Regions from separate parts of the Rattus norvegicus genome. Here region 2 is linked to region 1. A link is a contact called in public Hi-C data. All regions are on one chromosome and are shown on one strand. The core of a region is the stretch at or near the end of the contact, and the rest is flanking DNA. Distances in the headings are between cores, read along the strand shown.

Evidence for each region. Hi-C and Micro-C count contacts between places; a contact is called where the count stands out from the background.
Region 2: a contact with region 1 is called in a Hi-C map of Schwann cells, with 2.5 times the contacts expected there. The contact joins the promoter of Wdfy2 here to the promoter of Fam124a in region 1. A contact is called at or near these places in 3 of 12 Hi-C or Micro-C datasets (Schwann cells, mammary epithelial cells and psoas muscle).

Annotation. Positions count from the first base shown.
Region 1 is chr15:40,974,474-40,977,109 of GRCr8, reverse strand. Fam124a (family with sequence similarity 124 member A) reads right to left here and starts at 1,321. Exons shown (of 4, transcript XM_001080220.8): 1 at 992-1,321. The coding sequence starts at 1,053.
Region 2 is chr15:41,258,614-41,261,249 of GRCr8, reverse strand. Wdfy2 (WD repeat and FYVE domain containing 2) reads right to left here and starts at 1,349. Exons shown (of 12, transcript NM_001415102.1): 1 at 1,030-1,349. The coding sequence starts at 1,166.

The sequences.
Region 1 (2,636 bases), core at 72-2,571:
ACCGTTACCATGGATGGGTGACAAGAGAAAGCCCCGCTGTGGGGAAGATTGAAGGTCTAGATTTAGGGTAGGGCTGGTGGAGAAGGCTGCAAGGAAGGGTGGGGTTGGGAGACAGGAAGAGCTTGGGAGACTCTTTCTTGGGTTAGGTCAGAACATAGGTCCATTCTGGAACTGGCCTCTCCCTGTCCTCAGTAGATTGCCAAATCTCAAAATTAGCTTGAAACCTCTCCACCTTCCAGGAATTCCGAGGTCTTCTGTAGTCTGGGTAGCCCCTGACCTCTAGCAGGACTTCTCTAGATAGGAAAAGACACACTTTCCTACTGGAGTAGCACTTGCATCCTGGATGTGGTGCTGACTGTGCACAGGGAAATCCTCTAGATATGGGCTGGGTGGAAACCATTATGGGACATTCATTTCTGAAAATGCATTCCGTCTTTTGTCCTACTCAGGAAAACTGCTGTTGGGAGAGGGCTAATTAGCCTCCAAAGGTTTGAGCTAATTACTGAGTCCTTTGAAGCACACCGACCCCATCCTAGCATCCAGTAGGTACTCCAGGCTGGCGGGGTGGAGAGGCTCAGCCGCACAGTGTAAGTGAGATATGCAGTTCTTCTAGCCGGCTTCCTGTGTCTTTTTCCTGTGCCCGGAGTCCCACCCTCTCCACCTGCTTTCCTCTTCACCAGCCTGGGGCTCCATAGCTATCACAGATGCCCTGCTGGTGGGAACAAGTGCAGGGGCATTTCTAGCTGAAGGGAGATACTGGCTGAACCTGGCACCGTGGGGTCCACAGGGCTGCGAGGAATGTCGCTAAGCCTCAGGTCTCAACCTATCAGCCCCGGGTGGGGTTCTTCCCGCCCCTCCCCACCCCGCCCCAGGCAACCACACATCAAACCGCCTGCACGCAGACACTGAACCCCAACCCCAGGACAACCCCGGCTCGGGCTCGGGACCGCAAGAACTGAGCTCCCGTCCCGCCCGGCTGGGCTTGGCTCACCCTCCGGTCTCGGCTCCAGAGTCCACGCAGTCCTCTTCCTCACCGGCCGCCTTCGGGTTCATGGCGCGCGTGGCCTCTGCGCTCCCTCGCTCCGGGACCCTCCGACAGCCTCGTACCCGGCCTTGGCAACGACCCAGTCCCGAACGCTAGCCGCTCGCCGCGCCCTCTCGCGGCCGCGCCCTCCCCGCCCTCCGCTCTGCTGCGCGGGCGCGCCGGGCGCCACTAGGCGAGGATCCGAGCGTGTGCACGGGATGCGCGCGTGTGCACGAGCCCGAGCGTGAGTGCGGGAGGTGTCGGGGGATGGACTCTCTCGGTGAGCATGGAGTGCAATGGGCGTGCAGTGTTTACCTTGCAACCCGCCTGGCTAATGCCCCGCTGCTGTGCGTTCTACAGTGACTGGTGCGGACAAAATGTGTGTCTAGTAGCAAAGCTGCCCTCCCCTGGGCCCACAGTAAGGAGTCCGGAGTCCCCGGGCTTTCCCAGAGATTTTCCAGCCCCAGTCTGCTAGCAGCACTGGAGAAACACCCACCAGCACAACCAGGGCAGGGTGCGATATCTCCATTTGGGGACCACTTAAAACACGTGGGTGTTTTCTTCCAGGTTCCTTAGAACTGCATACATTGAATTCATTATCACCTTGCTCAGTGCACAGACTGGCTTCTCACTGACCCAACTTGCCAGGGAAAGGATTCTTTTGTTATCTGTCTTAAAATAACACGAAGAGCCCTCCCTGGATGTGTCTCCATTCAAGGGGTCTGGCAGCAAGAGGGTGATGGATGTTGTTAAACCCAGCCACTCCTTGGGGTGGGTTAATGACTGAGGTAGCAGGAAGTCATTTTCACTCTAGCAGGCTGAGGTGAGGCAACTTGGTGATGGGAGGAGGCGGAGGGGGAGTAAGAACAACTTAGACTTAATTCTGGAGGTGTCATTAGAAGCCATGGAAAGCGCTTTCTCGTAAGCCCTATTCACTTTTGTCGGGTAGTGCCGAAGACGCGACCAGTGGCCTTGCGCATGCTCTGCCAACCGGCTATAACCCAGCCACCTTTTCTTTTCAGACAAGTTATTTAACCTCTTGGAGCCTTAATTTCTTTGCATACTGGGCTACTGCTATTTTCCCTGTACCTCCATTGTGATTTAGAAGGGATCATATCTATTTAAGCTACTGCGATCTTCCCTGTATCTCCATTTGAGTTACTGTAAAACGGCTTGCGTGCATTCTGCTACGTGCCAAGTACTGGTTACCCGGAGCTGCCAGGGTCACAGGCGAAGGCTAACTAGCTGCGAGCCTTCTCTCAACTGGCACGGCAGCGTCACTCCTGTGTGACAAGTGTCAAAGAGGAATCTTCCTTTCTTTCTTTCTTTCTTTCTTTCTTTCTTTCTTTCCTTCTTTCTTTCCTTCTTTCCCTGTTCTCCCCACTTTACATAATCATCATTGTTTTCTAAATCTTATTTTAAACATGTTACACAAAAGAGAAGGGCAGAGTAGAAACATAGTATTGACCAGGAAAAAATATAGGTAAGTATGCCCATGCCAAACCTGAATAGCCTTCCCTAAACCTAAAATTCTTTCCCCAGAACAAGCAAAAATAGATATGTTATAATCAACTTGGTGCTCATTAACTCAAACAAAGAGCAGTTCTTTAAG
Region 2 (2,636 bases), core at 100-2,599, 280 kb before region 1:
AGATCTGCATAGGAAATGAAGCAGGCGCCATTTACATCAAGAATGATGCAGATGTAGATATGTAATACACGCATATAATAGACTCTTCCTTTATATTCAAAAACCTAAGAAACAAATCAAGTAAAAATGTTTGAATTTACATTATAGAAAGGTGCTGAAGTGATTATTTTCTTTAAAGTGAACACTTTTTGCTCTATCTTTGCAATTTTAAGAGTCACAGAATAACTCTACCTTGTCATGGTATCAACTTATAATATAAAAAAAACCTAACTACCTGACAGAAGCTTAAAACCCAGACAACTACATACCTCTACCATGTTACAATTGTTTTTAAAATGCTTGTAGATATTAACCAAATAGTAATTTCAGATTAAATTACACTAGTTCATATATTCAAGCGGCATTCCTCTGGAAATCAAAAACGCAATGCAAGGGGGAATACTGAAGGCAGAACCAGAGCTACTTCTGCTAATTAAGCAATCAGAAAGGAAGTAGGCAAAAGGAAGAAACTCAAGCAGTTTTCTGCAAAAGTGATCCCTTGCAACTTCCAGACATTTCCCCTTGAGCTCCAAGACATAAACTTTTAGGAAAGGGGGGTACCACACGCAGAAGCCCAAAGTTACTCTCTTTACAACTTAACAAATCCATGAGTTCGGTGAAAGATGTCCTGCAGATACACAAATTCGCTGAACGGTATGGAAGAAAGAAAATACGTTCCCTTTCTCGTTTCGGGTAACCAAGAATTGGACCAACTAGCAGCGGCTCCAAATCATCCCGATGAATGGAGGGTCCTCCTAGATAAAACACCTGCAAAGCCGGGCGGCTCCTCCCTCTGGTCCTCCCATTCCCTAAACTGGACCAGGTCTGTGTATCTCCTGCACTGTTAACCCAAGGGCTACTTGGACTTCGCCAGAAGCCAGTTGCTGAGACCGAGTCCACCGCGCTTGGAAGCGAATCCGCAGATGCGGTCTACACTCCCACCAAGCAAGGGCCGGACCTCCCTGAGGCAGAGGGGCAAGCAGTCAGTACCTGTCCTCCGAGACGCTGATGACACCCTCTTCCTTAGGCACAATCACCGCCATATTGACCACCTCCTGCGACCCCTCGACCCGCTGCAGCAGGATCGGCTTGCGGGTCAGTGGCTGGGGCTGGATCTCCGCCGCCATCGGAGGGGGCGCGCCCGGGGAGCAGCCGAACGCGCCGGGGGACTTGGCTGAAGAGAATGCTCAGGCTTGCGCTCAGGATCGGGCTGAGATACGGAGCGGGCCTTCGTAAGCCGGCGACCATAGCCCTGCCGCCTGTCCGAGGAACGTGCACGCTCCGGCTCCTAGAACCAACACCACCGCCACACCGGCCGCAAGCCGGCGCCACCTAAGAGAGTAGGGGGCGGGGATCAGGGGGCGGGGCGGGGGCGGGGCCTGTCGCTGGGCAGCCAACCCACTTCCGGAGGATGGGCACTAGCAGCCAATGCGCGTGCGTCAACTCAGCAGCCACTTCCGCCCCGCCACCTGTAACTCGCCGAGGCGGGCAGCGCCGTCGGGACGCATGCGCCCCGCTGTCCTCTCACTTCCACACCCAAAGCTTGGTCCCCTCCCTCTTGAAAATCTGTGAACGCGCTTGCCCAGAGCCCCACCCTCTCCAGACTCTGAGAATGGGGCGGGGTAAAGCCTGCGTCAAACGGGACCGGAAAAGCGCCTGCAGGAAGGACAGACGCTAAACTAGTTGAGACCAGAGTGTGCATGCGCGCAGATGACTCACCTCTAAGTTTTAACAATAATACACCGGAGAGGGCGCTGTACTGTCGACCATAGTTAAGCGGCTCTCGTCTGCACCGCGTGGACTCTTGGGTGTTGTAGTTTTCTCAATCCTCAACGTCCTTGTTCTAGAAAGCAATAACGCACACTTCTCAACCCAGAGATTCTCATACAAGCTTCTTTGAGGGAGTTTAGAAATCATCGCATCAATCTTCTCTTTCTGTTATGACTAAAGGACTCACACTTAGGTCTAATCTTGTTTCCAATCCCTAGCAATTCAACATTTTTGCTTTTCCAGTGACAATGGACAGTTAATACAATCACAATATAGAATGACCTTAATAAGGAGGATAAATGTTGTCTGGGCTATGGGAAAATTGGAGCTCCTTCATACACTTCAGGTGGGGATGTAAAATGGCGCATTCTCTTTTAGGGGAAAATGTAGTTTTGCTTCAAGGGATAAGCACTGCTACTGTCAGGTCCAAAAGAAACTGGATTACTAGGTATCTGTAGTGTCCATTAGGAGAGCAAAGCAAGGCAAACCCTGAAAGCAAAATGCTAATTGAAAGGAACCAATCATAAATGATCGTTTATTTTATGATTCCACTTACATAAAATAATCAGATTAGTGGCTGCACAGAATTGGGAGAGAAAGGAATAAAGCAGTCTAGGCTGCTTTGGGTTCATGTATGTCATTTACCAGGCGTGTGCCTGGATCCCTGGAACTGGAGTTATGGACAGTTGTGAGCTCCCAGTGGGTGCTCTAAATCAAATGTAGTTCTGGAAGAGTGTCCAGTACTCTTGACTACTAAGTCATCTCTACAGTCCCAAGAGGACTATTTTTTATTTATTTTATAGTAAGTGTGTGTATGTGTGCCTGAG